Regions from separate parts of the Mus musculus genome. Here all the other regions are linked to region 3. The links are chromatin contacts, called in public promoter capture Hi-C maps. All regions are on one chromosome and are shown on one strand. The core of a region is the stretch at or near the end of the contact, and the rest is flanking DNA. Distances in the headings are between cores, read along the strand shown. Region 1 holds the start of Cox7a2 (cytochrome c oxidase subunit 7A2). Region 2 holds the start of Tmem30a (transmembrane protein 30A). Region 3 holds the start of Gclc (glutamate-cysteine ligase, catalytic subunit).

Region 1 (3,704 bases), core at 67-2,566, 2.0 Mb before region 3:
GCTGACTTCAGACACACCAGAAGAGGTAATCAGATCTCATTATGGGTGGTTGTGAGCCACCATGTGGTTGCTGGGATTTGAACTTAGGACCTTCAGAAGAGCAGTCAGCGCTCTTACCCGTTGAGCCATCTCACCAGCCCCCCTAGTAGGCCCATTTTTATTAGTGTTAGGGGAATGGTAAGTATACAGTCGGTTCTGGGAAAACTTATATCCTGTGGTGAAACAGCGACAGCAGCACAAACTTTAACGAATTCCAATTACAGACAATAAATGTAAAAAACAAAACAAAAAAAAAAAAAAAACAAAACTCCCCATCCCCAGCTGTTGGTAATTATGCTCGATGGTACATTGAATAATTAAGAGGTGGTAGAAAAAAAGTCAGTTATAATGGGTGTTTATAAACTTGGTAAGGAAGAAAATTTAGACTGTGTTGGGGGTACAGTAGGTTATGAAGAAAAAAGTACCCCAAGATTTGAAGGAATTAAGCATTACCAGTTTTTATTCACGCAACACTGTGGAACCCGTTTATCATTAGCTTTTACCTGAAATGGCAATGAAGTCGTTTCTGAGTTTGCAAAAGGGTGGAAAGACATTTGTATTGTTGAGTAGATTATTTTTACTTGTACATTAGTGTGCAGAAGAATAAAGGCAGTTGTAAGGAGGAATAGTTATGCAAGACTGATGCAAAATGCTAACAGCCTATCTGTAAAATACGCGCACTTCTGACAGCTCCATCCAGGAGTGAAATGTGCTGCGGATCTGAGAAAGCACGACACAGTCGATATTTGTGTTGAACGTGGATTTAAAAATGTATTCCCCTCTTTTCAGCGTTTTCCCAGACTCAATAACGAAGTCAGCCAGTTCCAGTCTGGGGACACAGGAAGAGCTTCCAGCACAAGGAGTTTAGCAGAAGATCCACAGGTTGGCATACCTGTGGATGCCAACATCGGTCGTTCCTATATGATCTCAGCACAAAGACTAACGCCTCCCACTTTCATCTGTGGAAGACAAACCCTAAAACTGGACTCTATCCGTATTAAGAGGAGCTTTTGAATATTTAAGCTTGTACGACGTAGCTTTGACATCCATTGTTCCTTCAGACTGTAAACAATGGCTCAAAGCCTTCTCACAAGACAAGCTACTTTCCGGGTAGTCTGGTTGTCCACTGACTTCACCAGAGCGTATGAAGAGGGCTGCAAGACTTCACGCCTCTCCATTGCGGGTGGCGTTTGCTTTCCATTGTGATTCTGGGTCCGGCGGCAGGCGCGGCAGGGCGGAGCCAAGTGGTAAGGATAGCTTCGGAGGTCCGGAGGCTAGACGGGCCGCTGCGAGAAGTCGCTCTGGCTCGCCTTCCGCTCTCTATGGTCGGGAGCGCGAGCCCCTCCTCTTCCCGGAACGAGCCCTCTTGCTCGACGCGCGCGCAGCGCTAGGAGGGAGTTCCGTTTCCGGTCTGGTGGCTTTCGATTTTTGGCGTTCAGTAGTCGCGGTTGGTGGGTAACAACCGAGCCAAGATGTTGCGGAATCTGCTGGTAGGTAGCTTTGGGGGTTTGGCTGGTACTGGAGTGTCGGGGCGGAGGGTCAGGCATCCTGACAGAAAGGCGTGCTGGAAATGTGGCAGAAGACAGCAGCCGGAGTCACCTTGGCCGCGCGTCCTTTTCCCTGACCTTCCGTCCACTCGCCCCTGGCTGTTTCTGGGTAGTCGTAGAGGGAAGAGCAGGATCGCATTTGGTTCTTGGTCACTACAGCTTACCGTTGCTTATGGCTATGACTGTAGCTCTGACGTAGGCTCCAGTGGGGGGATCTTGGACACCTGGAAAACCTAGGTGGAAGGTGGCTTTTTGTTGTCATTTTGTTTTGTATCATAGTGAAAAGATAAAATTTTACCTGATTCAAAGAAGTAAGCCAAAGAACTAAATTGTACAGTTTTAGTTGGGATTTAATGGGTTTCATGATTGAAGTGTAATGACGATTCAGAATTACCTTTAACACTTGGTGAATATTTCTCCAAAATTTAAAAAGGTGTGTTTTGATTTTATTTTGTAATCGTTTAACACAATTAAGACTTAACACCAATTACATTTTTCTTAGATGTCCAGGAGTGTTCTAGCATGTGCCCTCCACTGCAAAGTAATTTTTCAGTGCCTTGGCTATCCTGGAACTAAATCTGTAGACTAGCATGGCCTCTGCCTCCCTAGTGCTGCGATTAAAGTCTTGAGCCTCCACTACCCTGCCAGGAATAGATTTTTGACATAGGCAAATATTAAATGAAAATGTTAGAACTTATAAGATGTCTATATCATTTATTTTTCTGTATATCAGCATGTTTTGTTCTATAAAATACTACTGATTAATTTCAGGCACAGGTTATATATAGGTCATGGTTTCTGAAGACTATGATATGTAACATGAAGCACAGAGCAGAGAATAGACAACATGTAGAAAATCTGGATGCTAGTCTTGGATAGTACTGACAAGTTCGATAATGCTTTAAATCTCAGCTTCCTTTCAGTGTGAAGGGTTGGAAGTTGCCTTTACAGGTTTCTTTGGACTCTTAGGTCTTGTTCGATGCATGTGAATTTTCTGTTTCAGGCCCTTCGTCAGATTGCCCAGAGGACCATCAGCACCACTTCACGAAGGCATTTTGAAAACAAGGTTCCAGAGAAACAAAAGCTGTTTCAGGTACTGAAGTGTTCTATGTGATTGTTAATTGTAACAGAGCTGGCACGGTAGAGTAAGTCCAGAGGATCTGCTTCTTAGAGGCTCTCAAGGTTTTTTTTTTTTTTTTTTTTTTTTTTTTATCGTAAGGAGGATTATTTGCTGTGTCTAAGAGGTGCTCAGGGAGGTGGGAAAAATGCAGAAGCCAGTGAATTGTGTGTGTGATTTGATGAATTGGTAATCTTTGGGGGAATAATTGCATAAACCATAAAAAAGAGTCCAGAAACAAAAAATAAGCAGGAATTGTTACAGGGTGTAGCATACCTGCAGGGAAGAGTACAGTAAATAATTTTAAGTGGGGAAGGCTTCTAAGGAAACATCAAAAGACACCCCCCCCCCCCAGGAGAACAACCAAGATCTAAAAATACACGCTTTATTGCTGAAGGAGAAGAAACAGATGTGCAGCTTAGGTATGGTTGTGTCACTGGTACTCAAAGAATTGCAGATTTGTAAGAAATGTATGATCTCACTATAGCTGTCAGGGCGCGAGATGAAGATTTCTGTGGAATGTGGCAGGCATTGCAGTTCTGACTGACACTTAGTTAGCCTTGTATTCTGCTCCTGCCCTAACTCCTGCATCCTAGCTAGTGGATTGGAAGCTGCAGAGGTTTGGAGAATGCCATTTCATGGGGACAGAATATGATTTCTCTGGCTATCGAGATGGAGGACCACTGCTGGCCCCATGCACTGGTGGAACAGAAGTTCTGCCATGTGCTCTTGCCTTCAAAGCTATGAAGCCCCTTTCTGGACACAAATTTTTTATATACCAGCTTGACCGTGTCAGTGTCACCAAGAGATGGTTGTGACCCTGTCATTATCTTTTCGGTTTTGTAGATTTAAGGCTATTCTGCCCTGACTTTAAATGTTCTTAGAATCAAAAAAACAAACAAACAAAAAAACCAAAACTGTAGCTTCTCTGGCAGTTATTGGAGCAGTCTTTTCAGAGCAAACAGAAATGAGTGGTAACCTCACTCCTTGCCATATAAGTA
Region 2 (3,673 bases), core at 517-3,016, 2.0 Mb before region 3:
CATCCTGGAGAGGTCCCAGAAACTTGTGGATACAACCTCAGGTGCTCAAATCTCTTATACAAAATGCAGCTCTTGTAAATGACCTATGTATCTCCCCCACACCCTTCAAACTGTCTCCTGATTATATTATTTATACTGCTTAGTACAATGGAAATAACCACTTAAAAGATAATGATGAGAAATTGTCTCCGTGTTTACTAGCTCAGAAGCAATTTTTTCCCCTGAATATTTTCAATTGTATGTTGAAGGTTCAGTTGTAGCACTATTTAAACCGAGTTCTAGAGTAGAAATAAAGGAACTAACACATCTAACTGTGATAATCTAAACAGGAGTGGGGAAAAAGAAAGAAAAAGGACTCCATGATTATCCCCAACACTGTGATGAACATTTTACCCAACAGAACGTTTAAGACAACAGGCTAAGCCTCTCTATGACAGACTCTTTTCCATTTGAATGGGGTTGAAGGTAAACTTAGGCTGCTAAAGCAAGATACAAACCTAAGGATTCTAGAGGCCTTAAGAATTTGAGATCAGCTAGGCTGTGGTGGCCCAGGCCTTTAATTACAACACCCAGGAGGCAAGAGGATTTATACAAGTTTGAGGGGAGCCTGGTCTACACAGAGAAACCCTGTCTGGAAAACCCGGGGCCGGGAAATCCAAGATCACAGAAGAACATACTGGAGCAAGTCAAAACTGTAGACAAAGACTTTTTAAAAGTAGGTACTGTCAGATAGTCTGGATTTCAAACACAATTTCAAAATGTAGATGCTATATAATCATTTTTTTTGTAAATTTGCAAAATTACACACTTATAAAAGAAAATTTGTAAAATATAGAAAAGAAAAAATCCTGCCTACAGTCAATCAATGGAGGTTAGCATCTTACGCTTTATAGTTGAATTCTACACTTTGTATTCTCTGTACTGCTTTGGTGTCTTTGAGTTACTAATTATTGTTTATTTATTGAGACAGGTTCTCTATGGATTTCCTGCTGGCCTCTTAAGTAGCTCAGACTGGCCTTGTAATTTCAATTACTCTGCCTTTACCTTTCAAGGGCTGACATTACACATAGTCTCAACGAGAATTTCCTTGGCAGGTTAAAACTAATACCCCTTTTTAAACAAGTGGTATTATGTTCTGGTTTTTGATTACCAAGTTTAAAAAAAAAGAATCACTGTCATGTTTTACAATAACCTTCCCAAACCAATGTGAAGTAGACAGAAAAATAAATGAAAATCGATCAGAAGCGAGGGATTAGGGCTAAACTAGGTTGCATCATCATCATCATCATCATTATTATTATTATTATATCAAATGGGTCGCATGTTATACCTCACTTAAATTCATAGAGGCACACTGAGTGGCGAGTTAAAATTCAATAGGGATCTGCATCCTTTTAAACATGTGGACTCCAGGACGCTACAACTCCCTTCAGAAGAGGCGTAGGCGTCATAAGAAAAGTCAACCCGGCGCCGAAATTACAGGTAGCCCAGGTCACCGAGTCCGACCTGACGGCTCCAGAAGTCTCCATGATAACCACAACAGGAAGTGTGCGCCAACAGAAGCGTCCTCCCGGGGAAGCGAAGACGCTACCGTCCTAGTGCGCAGACGTCGCTCCGGGCCGCGCATGCGCTCACGTAGCCGCGCGCCCGGCCTAAAGCCCTCACTTTGTCGTCACAGGGCAGATGATCAGGGTGCGTCCGTCTTTTTCCTCCCCCTTCCATCCTCCTCCCCCTCCCCTCCCCTCGTCCCTCAATCATCTCCCCATTTCCTCTCTCTCCCTCCCTGGGGCGTCTCCTAAAGACGCCCGCTTCCGGTCAGCGGCCGGCCGCAGAAGCGTGTCCCGCCTCTTCCGCCTCCCCGGTGGCGGCGCGGGTGGCGGAGGCGGTAGCGGCAGCGGTGACTGCGCGTCTCCTGTCAGGGTCGGCGGCACGCAAGTCCCCTGGGCGGCCCAGCTGGACGTGGCCGAGCCGAAGCCCGGGGGCCGATGGCGATGAACTATAGCGCGAAGGATGAGGTGGACGGCGGGCCCGCGGGTCCTCCCGGGGGCGCCGCCAAGACCCGGAGGCCGGATAACACGGCCTTCAAACAGCAACGGCTACCCGCCTGGCAGCCCATCCTCACGGCCGGCACGGTGCTGCCCACCTTCTTCATCATCGGCCTCATCTTCATCCCCATCGGCATCGGCATCTTCGTCACCTCCAACAACATCCGTGAGATCGAGGTGAGGGAGGGGCGTGGCAGTGATCCCCCGGCTCCCAGAAGGTGACAGGCGGGCCCCGCCCTCTGGTGCCTTCTCGGTTTCTTCTGTGGCTTTTCTGAGTTTGCAGTTTTGTGGGCTCGCTTCCTTTGGCTCTCGGTTTACCTGGCTGGAAATGGAATGAATACAGCTAGAATGTCGGGTGGACGAGACTTTTTTTGGAGGCGCTTTGCGTGGGTTTCCGAGAGGTAGAGTGAATGTCTTTTAGGAGGAGATAAGAGGAAAAAGAGTTAGATTTACGTGTTTAACTCTGAGGCAACTCACAGGGGCAGACTGTTGTTATTTGGGCGGGGGTTATTCTGGGACACAGAGATTAACAAATTGGTTGGGTGTAGGACCCGGAGTCAATAAAGGTATTGATTCTTCTGTGAAGAAATTAAGTCATACAGAGCGCACACAAGTAACTTTGATTTTGAGCTAATTAGATATTTTTAGTTGTTGGCCACGATATAGTTAAAGGCATGAAACTTCAGTTCTGGTTTGTTTTTAGGCGGTATTCATTTCTAATTATGCCCCACAGTGGTCCTAATTCCTCCTGCTTGATTTTTAAAATATGCATATCAATGATTCCACACGAAATAAGTTGGAAACTAGCTATAAACGATTTCACTGGCATTACTTTTTTTTTTTTGGAATATCCTACTTAGATGTGATAGAAACACTCTACTGAGGGAAACATTTTGATTTGTGTTGGTGCAGTAATCACTGCATTTTTATCCGTCCGCATCAGTAAAGATGGGTTTATAGCAGGATGTGAGTACTGTGTGGCGGACAGTATTGGACGTCCACAAGTCCTCCATCAAATTAAGGGAGTTTTCATCTGTTTGAACTGGCAAGATCGATGTTGAGTAACCTTGCTTTCTTCTGTTGTAAAGATATATTTTTGTGTACTTAATTTAAAAATAAATACTACATTTAATTGGACGTCCCCAGTCATTTTAGCTAGGGACTTTGGTGACTTTGTTCAGTTTACTAAAGTAAGCTGGTTTATATATATATATATATATATATATATATATATACATACATACACACACACACACATATATATATATATTTTAACTGCACAGTGCTTCAGTATTAATGACAGTAAGAATAGTATCTAGAGTGTATTTTAAAAATCTTTTATTAAATTTTATTTTGACTAGAGCAAGCTCACAGCGTATGTTTTTGGTATATATTTTATCTTCGTGGTTTTAGCCTTGTGATATACTCAAAGGTAGCCCAAAATGCTCCAAAATGTAAATGAAGCTCTGGGCCAAACAGGTTGGGCAGGAGAAAAGTTTTGATTTTAGAATATTTTGGATTGTAGAGTTTGAGATTAGGTATGCTCAACTGGAGAAAACTATACAAACGTACAGAATGTTTTAAAAAAAAAAAAAAAAACTTCTCGGATGTAAAACACTTCTGTTCCC
Region 3 (3,717 bases), core at 596-3,095:
ACTCACTTTACTCGTCTGCCATGGGAAGTCTCTCCAAACAGGCAGTTAGTTGTACATGCTCTTCCTGCCAACAGGGGGAGCGTTTTTTTTTTTTTTTTCTAAAACAGAAAGAAGGATCTGGATCCGGGAGGTTCCTGGTTAGTAGAGAAAAGGCAAGGGGCATGGTGAACCACTGTGCTTCGACTGCACTGAACATCTGCGGATGAAGTTCAACTCCAAATGGTTATAAAGACATTCATTTGTTTTTATTTTTGTCTTTATGGAGTCCTAGCAAGACAGCGAAAAGTAAATTTTTGATTGCTCAACAGTGGCTGGTTCCATGAGAACCTTAAAGGACGCCACAATTTGCTGCTGCCAACTATATATATTTCCTAGTTAGGCCCTAGGAAAAACAAGTGGATAAAACCCATAATATCCCTGCCCTGTATATGATACACGGAACACAAATGAAGAACTGTCAAATGTAAATACACAACAAACTTTGGACTAAAACTGGAGAACTGCCAAACGAGTGTGTCCCTTTCCTGAAAGAAAATGTGGTGATAGACAATTTTTTTTGTAGGAATATATATTAGTCCTAATACTTCCTTAGGCCAAGCATAATTCTTTCAGCTGCAGATGGCAGAATCATCTACCAACATTAGATACAGAAAAACTAACTTTTCGCAAGCTAGTCTATGCCGGTACAGCAACACTTTGAAACTTAGCCCAAGGATAATACTAAACGATAAATACATACAGGAGTGGCACGCTATCTGCCGTAAATGCCAACCCCACACAATAAAGGTCAGACTCAAGAGGTTATTTAACTTTATGTATCTTTTTATCAATGTGCTTATTTAAAAATAGGGGATGCACACACAAAAAAATGTTTTTAGCGTTGCCGCTTTCAGATGGTTCGAACAAATGGGTCCCAGAGATCATGCACAAGTTTTAGCATTGACTGGTAACGCTTAGCTGCTGGCTCTAACCAGTCTTACCTAACCTCTAAGTTGTAAGCATTTACAGTTAAACCGGATAATGAAGTCTCCCGTCTTTTAGGAAGACAACCCCAAGTCCTTAGGTCTAGCAATGTATTTGTTGCAATGTATAACTCTAAAGTTTGCGGACAGATGTGAGATGTGTCAGGCGTTTAAGAAAAAGAGCTAGAGAAAACCGAGGGCCGAAGCAAACACCCTGGAGATTTGAAACGTGATAGCAAGCCAGCCGGGCAAGTCGGTCCTGTACACACTCATCTCCAAGGCGAACAGTGCGACCGGACGCCGGGAGGCAGATATTCACACTCCTCCCGCTCAGGCCCTCCCTGTGTCCGAGCGGCTTGCCTCCCGACAGGAATGAATGAGCCCGAGTGGCCAGCGCCGAGCCCGGGCCGGTGGCGGGGCCGCGGGCGGCCTGGCCGAACAAAGGCGCGCGGGCTCACCTCGTCACCCCACTTGAGCACGTCCTTGTGCCGGTCCTTGACTGCGTGGTAGATGTGCAGGAACTGGAGGATGCCGTGCCTCCGCACGTGGTCGGCGTGGCGCTGGGTCTCTTCCCAGCTCAGTGGCGAGCCTTGGGACAGCAGCCCCATGGCCGCGTCCTCCTCCCGGCCGCAGCTCCGCTCTGGGGGCGCCCTCGGGCCGCGCGGCGGGCGTCCCGTCCGTTCCCGCTCCGGCTCGGACCCCGCCGCGCGGTTGACAGCCCGGGTCGGGGTCTCTCGCCGCCGCCCGGTCTCGCGCTCCCACGCCGGCCCTGCGGCCCTGGCCGCCGCGGCAGCGCTCCACTCGGCGCCGCCGGTGTCGTGCACGGGCTTCCTACTTGCGACCCAAAGCTGCGGCGACACAGAGCATGCCCAGTTCCGCGCCTGCCGCTCCGTGCGCCGCGCTCCAGATTTTATAGGCTGCGGCGGGGGCGGGGAACGAAGCGGCAGGTCGTGGGTGGGGCCTGGGGCGGGGGCGGGGCTGAGGCCGAGGGTGTCCGCGGGGGGGCGGGGCTGTCTGCGAATAAGGACTGAAAAGTCTGGGTCCTAAGAGAAAACTGGGTCAAAAAAAAAAAAAAAAAAAAAAAAAAAAAGGGAGGGGGGGAGAGGGAGAGAGAGAGAGAGAGAGAGCTGAAATATCTGAATATCTGTTCAACTCTGTACTGGTAGAAAGGGTATAAAGTTAAGAGTAATCCTTTTTTTTTTTTTCTTTTTTCTTCTTGGTTTTTCAAGACAGGGTTTCTCTGTGTAGCCCTGGCTGTCCTGGACTGGCTTTGCTGGACTCGAACTCATAGAGATCCTCCTGCCTCCCATGTGCTGGGATCAATTATGTGCACTACCACGCCTGGCTGAGTAATACTGTGTGAGTGTGTGTGCGTGTGTGTGTATGTGTGGTTTTTCGAGACAGGGTTTCTCTGTGTAGCCCTGGCTGTCCTGGAACTCACTCTGTAGTCCAGGCTGGCCTTGAACTCAGAAATCTGCCTGCCTCTGTCTCCCAAGTGTTGGGATTAAAGGCATGTGCCACCACTGCCTGGCTGAGTAATACTTTTTAATAAATGTTGTACGACTCCACATGGCATGGATATGCATAGAGTTGATTGCTGGTTATTTACATGCGTCCATGTATGGGCAGGGATTAGATATATGTATATCATCATTGTAAACCCTGTACGTTAACTATTTGCCAATGGGATCTCTGGTCGGCACAGAGATCACTCACTGTGCAAAAGAGGTCTTGTCTTGTCTTGTCTCCAAGTGTGCAGTGTGAGAAGTTTCTTCAGAAGTTTCCCCACCTTCAGAACCGAAGGTCCATCCAGCGGTGGTCATTCTATTGCTCAGGAGAGCTTTACCCTGAGTGCGGAAGGCTCTGGGAACTGGATTCCGTGGGAACGAAGGGAAGGTACCTTGCCCGAATAGTTATTCGATTAATGTTTTGCAACTGTATAAATATATGCAGTAACTAGATGATCCATTCATGTACAGAGGGCAGAAAACATTTATTACACCCTCCCCCCCCCCACACACACATTGTAACTACATTTTCAACATGTAGTTACTTAGAGACAAGATCTCACTAGATAGCCCAACCTGGCCTTGAACTCCAGGCAGCCATCGTGCCTCAGCCTCCTGAGTGTTGGGATTAGAGGCATGGACTTCCACATTTGCTTTAGATTTAATAGTTAATGAACACTCATCACAACATTCAATGAACACTAATCGATGAATGCATGATAGGAATATTTCCTCATTGAATGAGGCCATCAAAGAGCTTGGGGCCACAGATACTGAAAGTGTGGCTGTGATTTGCACAGTGGAATGCATTTAAGTATGTGCACAGGTTAGATGGCATCTAAAACTGAGGAGACATGATGCTGTCTCTCTCTCGCACATAGCTGGAATAATATTCTTTTAAAAAACCATTCTAACACCACCACCACTCAATCTTCACTACTTACTGCCCACTACCTTATTGTGTCCTCCCCACCATCCTTGCTAGGTTGTTAACTATGTTCTGATCCACCATTCTTTCTTCTTTTCTGGGTGCTGCAGATTCTCCAGCTGATACACTCCTTTGAGTCCTGACTACTCTGTGTTGTGCCTGAATTTGTATCACTATATATGTTGGATACTGGCTTTCCTTAGAGTACCGGTGATGTCTGTGTGTTTGTGTGTGTGTGTGTGTGTGTGTGTGTGTGCGCCCGCGCACGTCTGTGTGTGTATTTTGTACTTCTAGGGAACTGTTCAATATAGACTAGTGT

What was found. Promoter capture Hi-C pulls out the DNA fragments that hold promoters and counts their contacts.
Region 1: a contact with region 3 is called in a promoter capture Hi-C map of liver, with 5 times the contacts expected there. The contact joins the promoter of Cox7a2 here to the promoter of Gclc in region 3. A contact is called at or near these places in 4 of 39 promoter capture datasets (erythroid cells, hippocampal neurons, liver and 1 more) and 1 of 9 other capture datasets (liver).
Region 2: a promoter capture Hi-C map of erythroid cells shows a contact between it and region 3, with 12 times the contacts expected there. The contact joins the promoter of Tmem30a here to the promoter of Gclc in region 3. A contact is called at or near these places in 1 of 39 promoter capture datasets (erythroid cells), 1 of 484 Hi-C or Micro-C datasets (muscle stem cells), 1 of 115 datasets of contacts at active chromatin or transcription factors (astrocytes) and 1 of 9 other capture datasets (adipose tissue).

The regions. Positions count from the first base shown.
Region 1 is chr9:79,757,465-79,761,168 of GRCm38.p6, reverse strand. Cox7a2 (cytochrome c oxidase subunit 7A2) reads left to right here and starts at 1,316. Exons shown (of 4, transcript NM_009945.3): 1 at 1,316-1,529; 2 at 2,590-2,679. The coding sequence starts at 1,512. It also overlaps the pseudogene Gm51685.
Region 2 is chr9:79,791,523-79,795,195 of GRCm38.p6, reverse strand. Tmem30a (transmembrane protein 30A) reads left to right here and starts at 1,766. Exons shown (of 7, transcript NM_133718.4): 1 at 1,766-2,222. The coding sequence starts at 1,986. It overlaps 4930429F24Rik (RIKEN cDNA 4930429F24 gene), which reads right to left and starts at 1,555. Exons shown (of 3, transcript NR_040734.1): 1 at 1,331-1,555.
Region 3 is chr9:77,752,663-77,756,379 of GRCm38.p6, reverse strand. It overlaps Gclc (glutamate-cysteine ligase, catalytic subunit), which reads right to left and starts at 1,845. Exons shown (of 16, transcript NM_010295.2): 1 at 1,421-1,845. The coding sequence starts at 1,570.